2 separate regions of the Drosophila melanogaster genome follow, and region 1 is linked to region 2. A link is a contact called in public targeted proximity ligation data. All regions are on one chromosome and are shown on one strand. The core of a region is the stretch at or near the end of the contact, and the rest is flanking DNA. Distances in the headings are between cores, read along the strand shown. Region 1 holds the start of l(3)80Fg (lethal (3) 80Fg). Region 2 holds the start of UQCR-11 (Ubiquinol-cytochrome c reductase 11 kDa subunit).

Region 1 (5,711 bases), core at 1,917-4,416, 890 kb after region 2:
GAGAAGAAACGGCTGTAATTTTAAGTTAAGAAAAAAACGTGGACGATTCTTATTGTTATTATGCATCTGCACCTGTATGGAAAAACAGCTAATTGTAATACCCCACAAAAAACTAGGTCACTTGGCAGAAGATAAGTGCGTTAAGGATATAAGGTGGACAAAGCGGAGCATTTTATTAGAAATTGTTTTTCGTGCATTTTGCATTTGGTGCTGAGATCTATTCATAACAAAACCTTACGTTGTATCCCGTTTCATACACTCCATGTAGACCATTGAGCCTCCATTACCGATCATAATTTCAAAGGGAAAGCATCTGGTTTTTATTGATGCTGGATGCTTGTAAGCATCCGTGAGCTCGCAGAAATCATGAATCAATAAGTTAGCCTCTAATGTTAACGAAACTTTTTTTCTTTGTTCATAAAGATCGTGGTTGATCTGTATTCAGGTTAGCCGAATGAATATAATGTAAATAGTTTTAAAATAATATAAGATATAAGGTAAAACTTTAACTATCTATAAAAAACGTGTACTTTATGTATTATCATCGACTGTGCACGATCGAGAATGGAAGTTTTTCAACTTATATATTATTAAATATTTATTATAAAAATCGATATACTCCGAATTCAAAAAACTAAAGGCACCGTAAGATTTTTTAATATCTGTTTAGTACACATGTAAATTCGGCAAATTTGGTCATGCACGGGTAATCAAATTCGAAAAAACTTAACGATTTCGATTTTGAAATCGCAAAATCGGTTCTCCGGTTTTTGAATTCGTAAAGAAAATGAAAAGTATATGCCTTTTTTATATCAAATCAGATCTTATTTACCACGGGGAACATTGTTTAATCGGAGGTTAGTTATAACTTAGTTATTTTATAAAATAAATTTGAGAAGATTTGAGAAACAACATTTTGCCGTCTGCAGCAAAAAATTAGATTTGTCAAGGCGTCGCTTAATTTATCGCGAAGGGTCCATACTGTTGGTTAATTAATTAATTTAAAGGAGGGGCAGAAGTGTTGTTTGTAATCTAATCAAGGAACCGAATTTACATATTTGGGGAGTTTTGCCAAATTTCGTAGCAATATGATATATTGAATATAACAAAAAAAAACTGAAACTGAACAACTGAATCTAATGTGCATTTTACATAATAAAAGTGGATCATTTAAATACATCATATTAAGTCAAATGACTTAATAAATATACTAAATAATTAAAGCAAATACAAAGGAATTTAATTATAACAATATTATAACTACTGTAATTTAAAACATACATTTTCCAAAAAGAAGACATTACATAGAGAAATAAATATTTCAAAAAAATAGTACGTAGTAGAATATATAAATTTATAAAATAAATAAAAATATGAAAACTGTTTATTGCAATTCATATCTTAAGGCACAAAGTGCGGACACAAGCACTTAACAAACATTGCTTTATTATTTTTTTACACGTCGCAAGCTGAATACTCTAATGACAAATATTCTAATATAAAGTCATTTTTGAAATGTATTTTGTAATATTATAATTCGGCAATGCAAAAAAAGAAGTTTTCCCATGGTGCCAATTGATCAAAAATAATATAGATTTAAAGTCTAAGAACTTCCAAGGTGAAGGGCATATTTTGTCAAATTTACAATGCATGAGCATACGTGTGCACACATACAGTTGTCTGCTAACACTGTATGCGTTGAAAATACCTGTTCGCTTTAGCGCTCTCCACTCTCAAACAAAAATTCGAGAGAGCCTGGAGCCACCTCTAGAGCCACAGCGAAAAAAATCGTGTGCCAAAAAATCGTATGGCGCTACGCATCTTGTTATTCTAGTGTCTTTGACCGGAGCATGTCTGATTAAAGTTTTCGAATTTTTTTTAATAGTATAAAACAATAGTGTACACAAAATATATTGTATAGAAATGCATTAAGTGTGTAAACTTGGAATTTGTTGTATATTTTCTTGTATATTTAATATTTTTAATTTGTTTTTTGATTTATAAGTAAAATAAATATTGTTTAATTATATTTTATAAAAAAAATTGAGTTTAAATAAGCAAAGAATCCTTAATTTTCAGCTTTAAAGTCAAAAATTCACTGTATATGTAACATAATTATTAAAACAATATTTAACATTAATTGGAGCCATGCAACAAGCAAGAGCAGAGCAAAGAGCAAAGAGCAAATGTTTAGATTTTTTCGCTCTGTTATTCTAACGACAATTATCTTTATCTTACAGATGTTTTCCTATTCCTCTACCAGGATATAAATGAAGAAAATAAATTAGCACCAGCCGTGTTGCTACGGAATAATATTATAAATAAATAAGTAAATAAAAAAACATGTTATATATATTAAATGTTTGTTTTATTTTTGGGAACACCCTCTTTTATTCATACATATGTAAAATATATGTATGTAAAATGTATTCAGAATTGCTAAAACTACGAACTATGCTTATAGATATGATAGATATAGATAAACTATGAAACAGAGTTTCCGAACTGGTCTAATGGAATAGTAATTATTTTTGGTAAAACACTCGAAAAATACTTGAAAACCCGTGATCCGGAATAATAATTATAAATTTACTTACGTTCTTTCCAGATACGGTGAACAACACTGTAACAAGCAATTTATTCCATTTTTTATTGTTGGGCATAGTATGATGAAGTGAATAATTCTTTATATGTTCGTTTATTATATATCAAAAAACAATAACAACTTTAAATAAACCTTTTACATTTACAATCAATACCTACCATGTAAGACCAGAGTATATAGGTATACTAGAAATATTGAGTAATACTGTGTTTAGACTGCTGAGTAATCACAAAATCGATTCCGCAGCAACATTCGCAACAACAGCAGTCATATTATTAACGCTACTTGTGTGTACTTTTCACGCTCCAAGGCGATAATACCTTATTTAAGCTTATAATTACAAATAACAAAAGCGTCATATACAGAACGTTTATTAATTGCAATTTTGCTTTACTAGGTATTGTTATTATGTATTAATGATATTTATTATCCATTGATAATATATTAAGTGTAATTTTAGGGATGCTTACACTGTAGTTACGTTGTGTTCAGCAATTGGCACTGGCAACGAAGATAAACGCGAATGTTAAACGCTTCCGTGATTTCATATCCAAGCCTATATAGTACGCAACTAAGGTGCTAACATCCATATGTTATTTCGCCGCAACCGTAGACACAGTGTGAACAGACTCTAATAGACTTGTTTGAGTGACAATGAACCATCATCAACAAAATTATACCCCATTCACATTATTGTTCCGATGCCTGTTATGGCAAGGAACTCTTGTGGCGGAGACATCGTTGAACATATCAGCGCCGCACCTTGCCGGTTTCTAATTGTGAGCAATTGAAAATTACCAAGTAAACAAGTAAAAATATTTAGAAATCGTGACGCGTGTTTTTATTAAGTTAAATTCTATTTAGTTTATTTATATTTTTGGCACGACCACAATGTTAAACAAGAAAGAAAAAAAGCAAAAAAAGCTACTTCGTGAAGCTACAAAATATTTTGAATGCTTTCAAAGACAAAATAGAATATATAAATTATATAAATTTATTAAGAAGTTTATATATATTTTGTATTTAACAATATTAACATATTCAAAATTTTATTTCATCGCAACTAAAATATTGATGGAATAAATTCGTTGGGTATGCAATATGTGATAGAAACAATTGTACATTTAAAACGCGATATATTTATAAAAGTAGACCAAATAGTGACCAAAATAACTTTTTTTTTTTTTGACACCCAGGCCCTTGTAAGAAGTCTTATCCCAAAAGGTACTTAGAAGAAGTAGTTTAGAAATATTCCAATATATATTTTTTTTTAGTTATTTTTGTTAGGTTTATCGATAATTTTTTTACTGAATGATTTTTTAATATACTATAAAAATTGTATTCTGAAATTTATTAGACCTTTTGTTGGATATAATAAGTAGATAAGATTAAATAGTAGATAAAATTTCGTTTCTATTAAAAAGTATAATAAGTTTAAACAAGCTGTTACCACTTACAAATAAAACCTATATTGTAAGATTAAAGGCTTTTTAAATTAAAATTCGTACATCTAAGTTTTATAAATATGCTAGATATAAGAGGTAATACCTTATCTGGACCTCTGACTAATCTCATCTTTTGGGCTATGCAGCCGGCAGCTTAATGCTACAAGACCATTAGTAAAAGTTAATATTAACGTACATCAATCATTCTGTTGCTATTTATTAAAGCAAACGTTTGCATACCTTCTTATCTTTACGCTTATATTTGTGCACAGCGTTCGGAGAGACAAACTTTCTCAGTTTTGAGCTCAGCCGTCTAGATACGCCGCCTGCAAGTTATCCAACCCATACATATAGCAATCTGCCCCAGTTAATAAACAAATTTCAAACTCCCATCTCAGCAGCATTGCCTTTACCCTTGTTTTTGTCGCCAACACTTAGGCTGCCTTTACCCTTGTTTTTATCGCCAACACTTAGGCTGCCTTTGACCTTGTTTTTGTCGCCAACACTTTCCACTTAAGTAACCAAAATTAAAGTAAACACAACCTCCATTTCGAGACCAAGCCATGAACACCATTAGTCAGCAACTTCAATCTCACAATGCTGTGAAATAACTTCAGCATAAAGCTTTGATCCTTAACATTACTGAAAGTTCAAAAAGTTCGAATCAAAAGCTTCTGGCTGAGGTTGATTGGATTAGGAGTAAGAATTAGAAGATCACCTAGTAATACAGTGTCTTGTAACAGTATAAGAGAAATAAATATTAAGTAATAAAAAATAGAAGCTATTTGTTAAATATATATATATATGTCGGTGAAACAGGAGTCTCATCCATATTATTTATTCACTTCGCGATTTTGTGCGTCAGCGCAGCAAGTTCCGATCGACGTCAGCAGTCAAACTTCACTGCAGGGATCTTCTTACATGTCCCTTCTTCATCATATTCTCTAATGGCTATACACACTGGCGTGTGCCACATTGTCATCTCTCTCTAACACACTATTTATGACCACTCGATCGGACCTCACTCAGCTGCAGAGGCTGTTCGTGCCTCTGCCGCAGCGCTCGACAGAATTTTACCGCAATATTACAATTTCATCAGAATATGAAATCACAGAAGGAATTTCTGGAATGCGAAGAGTCGCGCTCCGACACGGCCTTCCTGACCTTTCACACGTCCTCGTGTGCCTAATCCACCAATCAAGTCCAAGTCACACAACTTCGTCAACTTAAGAACAATTAATGACAACAAGTAATAATCAGTAATTATTTAATTGACAATTCATCTCATGACTGATTTTTCTTTAACAAAGACATCTCCAATTTACATATCAAAACTTCAAACTATTTACATTTTCCATGACTTTAATTTCTCATAATAACATTGGCGTGTCTTCTCTCACACCCAATCTCTTGACCCCCGCCATAACACTTCTCGTCCCTGCGAGTTAGCTGTTATAGTGCAGTCATCATCACTTGACCCCCCCCATAACACTTCTCGTCCCTGCGAGTTAGCTGTTATAGTGCAGTCATCATCACTTGAACCCCGCCATAACACTTCTCGTCCCTGCGAGTTAGCTGTTATAGTGCAGTCATCATCACTTGACCCCCGCCATAACACTTCTCGTCCCTGCGAGTTAGCTGTTATAGTGCGGTCACACGCC
Region 2 (5,777 bases), core at 57-2,556:
TCTCGAATAAACTTTGCAAAGAAGCATCGAATCTATTTTCTGTGCTTAGAAAAGGGACATATGGCGCGGTTCTGTAGGATTGATGGAATTTAGTTTACTGTGGGCTTACAATCCTTAACTGGTCTGCTATGGAAGAATTACGAGGTGAGGCTGACAGGCAGCTATAATATGAGGGTCATCAACATTGACAGCATACAGAGAAATTGAAAATGGCTATGTCAAGATGATACGTACAGTGACAGTGACAGTGTCTGCCACACTTCGGTGTCGAAAATCCAAATGAACCTACCAAAATACGTATAATCTACGTAATCTATAATGACGCAGCCAAGTCCCGGGATTAGGAGCTGCTTCAAGGTTTCTTGCAGTACACGTTCCTGTCGGAAGTGTGTGTACTTCAGGGAAGCAGCAGTCGGGGTCTAAAGATGGCCCAGGAATTGTCGACAGTCGCACTGAGGAATTTTATAAGCTGCCGTGGACCGGTGGCCAGATTGAGGAGTCAAAACGGAGAAGATGTAGAACGAACTGTCATCAAATTAAATGGAATGAAAATTTCAATGCCGGGCAGGAGGCGTATGCGAGCGGATGGTCCACGGGTTGAAGAAGGTACTCGCGCATACTAATAAAAAAATTAAGGTTAGTTTCAAATATTTTAGGTCTTTTTATTCTGCTTTTTACCACACTATGGTTCCTATTCAAATACAAATTACAACAACTATTCAATACAAATTTTATTTGTGTGTGTAATTTTATAGAGAACACGCATAGTTGTATATATCAATAAAGAAGTTTTCGCATCAGTTTTATGAAAACTTTCTATCACTTAAGCATATATTTATTTGATTGCTTTTAATTAGTTATTGTTTAAAAACTAGAGCAAAAAGAACCAAAAAGACAGAGAAGACAACTCTGGCCCACAACGAATTAGTAATTATTAATTTTCAGTAGATATTTTATCCACTTTTTTTATCAGCTTTTAGCTGATTGAATTTCGTTTTAAAAACACCACGTCATTTTTAAATGTTTGCCTCCAAAAACATGTATCAAGGGAATCAGGAAAAAATTATGAAAAGTTTTAAATAAAAGTTTATAGCCTAAAAAAAATTATCTGACCCCCGTCACGGCGGACAACTGGCCAAAAATTATTTTAATTGCTTTGATTGTACCTTGTGTGAACAGATTTTAACATCTAGGTAAAATTGCAAACGGTTCATAAAGATGTATTCTATTGGGGCTAGGCTATAAGCTTAGCTAATTGATATATATGCATAAAATAATCTGTTTTTGTTGGTCTGGCCCTCATAATTCAGGCATACATAAAATACATTGTGATTGCATCATAGCGGTCTTAAAGGTTATAGTTATTTTTCAAAAATGTAATTTACGTTCATATTCATAAAATTTGGTACTATATATGTTTTTGAATTCTGACTAGTTTATTCTCTTTTTAGCATTAATAATGGCTTTTAGGAACTGGTTTTCGCTTCCCGCCGTCAGAGCTGATGACGAAGAGGACTTAGTTGACCCTCAAGCAGTTTTAAGGGTAAAAAAGATTTCTTTACATCATTTAATATAACACTAAACTGATTTTTATGCAACAGGAAAAATGTCAAGCTAAAGGTCACATAGAATCCTTGTACAATAAGTACCAAGAGTGCAATGATCGTGTTAATGGGCGATCCAAAACAACTGAGACTTGCATCGAAGAATTATTTGACTATGTTGCTGAGTTAGATCATTGCGTTTCGCACAGTCTTTTTACAAAGCTTAAGTAAATACCATTAAAGTCAATTCCATTAAAGGGAAGGGCAGTGCTTAAAAATAAGAACATAAATAAACAAATCTCTTTATCGAGTTTTATACGTGTTTTGTGCCTTTTGGTGATCAGAACCTTTTAGAAGCGAAATTGGGTAGGTAATACTACACTAGTGGGCATAAGTATTTGCACGCCTTTGTTTTAATACTAAACCAAGGGTATTCTATTAAGTTGAGGGCTGGAATTTGAGGTGGCCAATCCAATGTTTTTATGCAAACATTTTTCAGAAACAGTAATCAGTTTGGTCTTATAACAGGGAGCATTATCATGCTGGAGTATGAAGGACTCTCCAATCAATTCATCATCATTATTATTAAGGACATCTAAATATTTTATTTGATTCATGTGTCCATCAACAGGAACCAAATCTCCCAAGACAGTGAAGGCTACGCATCCCCAAAACATAACAGACCCTACTGACTATTCTTTGACATTCTGGTGCCAGTTTTTTTCGATATTCCGATATCGAATTTTCGAAATTTAAAAGGTGGAACCATTTGCCCATGTTTTCCATTGCCAGCGCTTATGCAATGCATTTGCGCTGCAAATGTGTCTGTACGTATGTATATATTTATAATACATTGAAGTATTTGTATTGAGTAAAGTAATATGAGTTTACTGAGTGGGCTTCTTTTTTATTTTAGTTTATTTTTATTGATATTGTTTTCATTAAGTGATGCCATCAACTATGAATAAAAAAGTTTTAACGTGTAATTATGAACTACTTGTTTTTTGTTTAGTTACTTAATTTCATAACAAAACTATCTCCCACTGCTATTTTTATTTTGTTATGTGTAAGTCATTATTTTCATTATTCTTTCATTTATACTCTTCATGCATAGTTCTAGTTTTCTTATATGGTACTTCCAATCTTCATTTACTTTCCTTCTTTCCTATATGATAAATCGGCTGCTCTGCCAAAAACTATATGGAAACTATAGAACGGGTTGTATAAAACAATGTACGAAATTCTGAAGCCACAGGTCCCAATCAGTTTTATCAACTGATATGTATTCAACTGATAAGTTTTCAGATGGTGGTGAGCGGTAAATGTTAAATTTTTAATTTTAAAATTTTTGCAAAAATCGTTGATTATTGAGTGCTTATACTCTGTACCCATGAACGTTTTCAATGGACCGTAAGTCAGGATAAAGGATTCGAAAATTGAATTAGCGACTTGCGATCTTATATAGTATTGGTATTGCAACTAAATATTTAGTTAAGTTACAAATAAAGGTGACTGAAGACTCATTACCATTATCCGACTTTGGTAGAGGAGGACCTATATTACCCACTATTACTTTGTCGAAAGCATAGGGGGTTTCTGTTATTGGGGTTTTCCGTATGCTTAGTTATTTTATTTTTTTGCATTTTAGACATTTCTTGTTGTAGGTTCTGATTTCTTTAGACATACCTTCTAAGCCTTTGAAATGTCATATCTTGCAGTAATTGTTTTTCCTTGTTTAAAAAAACAACATTTTATTTACTATCACGTTTTCTATCGATTGCATATGCAAGGATGTTTTGTGCGTTCCTCCTGCGCAATATTTTTGACTACTTTGTAATCGTGAAGTGACTTTCATTATATTACCAGTAATGTCTTTTAATTCTTTGGTGGTTATTCTTTGTAGCGCATCAGCAAAATAATTTTCTTTTCCTCTGAGATCAACTGTAAAACTATATTCCCCCAATTCAAGTCTTATACGAGTCAACTTTGAAAACAAATTGGTGAGTGATCTACGATCTGCTTTGACTGTAAAATGTTTACCGTAAATATAGGGTCTAAAGTGGGTTATTGGTCAATGTATTGCTTTTAACTCCTGTTCCAATCTGCTTGTATTGCTTTCACCCTTTTTTACAAAGAGCCTATTGGCCAAACAACCAGCGCGACAGGCAGGTTGGAAAAGTTTGCAGTCATACGACGAACCAAAATTCGGGGGCGGTTAAAAAAAACCCCATTTTGTTAGAACTCCAATGTTTGTTAGAACTCAAAGTGGTTTCTTTAAACAAAAGCCACACAAAAGTGCAGGTAATGGGCAAAGCCAACTGGCGCTAGAGCCAATGGAAGTTGACCCCTCCTCCCGGTCCAAACAAACTACAAGATGGTAATGAGGGCGGTCAGCACGGTCTCAGCAAAGAAGATAATGACTTCGTTGCCCAAGCAAGCGCCATAGAAGTAGAGGACGAACTGGATGCAGAGGATCGTGAAATTTTTTAGGGTAAAGTTCCCTAACATTACACGTAGGGTGGCTGGAGGAGAAATAAAACTATTACTCGATACGGGCACCTCAAAAAATTATATTACTCCTCTCCCGGGACAGAAAAACCCTTTACTGTATAGTAAATCCATGGCCAAAATTAATTAAAAATGTCTTGTTTCGGTGTTTAACGTAAAAACACCCTTTTTTATTCTGAACAATTCTAATTCTAAACAATTCTAAACAATTAAATGCAAAACTTGATTTTACCAGAAATGTTCTAAATACTAGTAACGGAACTGAAAAGATCCAGTTTACTAGGGCAGAAAACGTTAGCTTCATTGAAATCGATGATGAAGACGTATTAAAAACTCCTTCGATAAAATGATTGTTAAAAATCACAAAGCCTTCGCTGACCCAGACGGGGCATTACCATTCAATATAAATACTATCGCCACAAATAAAACAGATGGGGAGCCAGTATATTCAAAATCATAGCCGCATCCCATTGGTGTGACTAAATTCATCAATGCAGAGGTTAAACAACTTCTAGCGGACTGTTTAGTAAGGTCATCTAAAATAACTTTACAACCCGACCTGGGTTGTAGACAAAAAGGGAACAGATCAAAACGGGGTAAAAAAGTAACGGCTAGTTATCAATTTTAGAAAACTAAATCAGAGAACAGTCGACGATAAATACCCTATCCCAACCATTTTAAATTTTATTACGACACTTGATCTTAAGTCATGCTTTCACCACATAAAGCTGGCAGAAAAGGACAGAGAAAAGACGGCATTTTCAATAAACAACGGCAAATACGAATTTTGTAGATTACCATTTGGGCTTAAAAATGCCCCAAGCAAAGGGTCATTGACGATGTCTTAAGAGATGGAATTTCAAAGATATGCTACGTGCACGTCGATGACTTCATAATTTTCTCCAAAACAAAGGAAGACCACGTTAAGGACGTGGATTAAGTTTTAAGAAAACTCCTGGAGGCAGGCATGCGAGTATCCCAGGAGAAGTCAATGTTCTTTAAAAAGAGCGTTAAATACTTGGTGTTCATAGTGTCACAATCGGTTCTACGAAATTCACCTGAAAGGGTCGAAGCCATAAAATAATTCCCCATACCTAAAACGCTTTTCGAACTCAGATCATTTCTGGAATTAGCAGGCTACTATAGGTGTCTTATAAAGGACTTTGCGACAATCGCAAGGCTTTTAACGAATATCCTAAAGGGAGAAAACTTAAAGCAAATCTTGAGGGAATATTTTTTCCCTAAGATGCTACGGTTAGAAACAGAACAACTTTGAACTGCAAGACGTGCTCAATGGCTAAATACAAATGTCATCCATCCAAATAAGCGGTAGCAGAAACACCGATACCTTCCTATGTGGGGGAAATCCTTCACATCGACATAATTTCAAAATATGGAACCCTTTTTCTACGTGCATTGATACATTTTCGAAATTTGCCACAGTGCAGGCCAAATTTCGAAAGTTTCTTTCCAAAAATAAAAACCATTTACTGCGATAACGAAAGATCCTTAAATTCCGAAACCAATGTTAGTAAATCATTTTAGTATCACCATTTCCAACGCCCCTCCTCTACAGAGCACCTCAAACGGTTAGGTAGACAGGTTTCATAGTACCCTGGCAGAAATAGCCAGATGGAAACCGGCCTAAATGGCACAACCGAATTGATTCTGTTCGCAACCAACAAGGATAACAATTCTATTCACTCGGTATTCTATCGGTTAATG

Evidence for each region.
Region 1: a contact with region 2 is called in a targeted proximity ligation map of the Kc167 cell line, with 10 times the contacts expected there. A contact is called at or near these places in 2 of 107 Hi-C or Micro-C datasets (the OSC cell line and the S2 cell line) and 1 of 7 datasets of targeted methods (the Kc167 cell line).

What each region holds. Positions count from the first base shown.
Region 1 is chr3L:26,010,946-26,016,656 of dm6, forward strand. It overlaps l(3)80Fg (lethal (3) 80Fg), which reads right to left and starts at 3,167. Exons shown (of 12, transcript NM_001015187.3): 1 at 3,076-3,167; 2 at 2,598-2,623.
Region 2 is chr3L:25,119,443-25,125,219 of dm6, forward strand. UQCR-11 (Ubiquinol-cytochrome c reductase 11 kDa subunit) reads left to right here and starts at 1,307. Exons shown (of 5, transcript NM_001300710.1): 1 at 1,307-1,376; 2 at 1,452-1,543; 3 at 2,176-2,371; 4 at 3,448-3,544. The coding sequence starts at 1,460. The coding sequence ends at 2,199.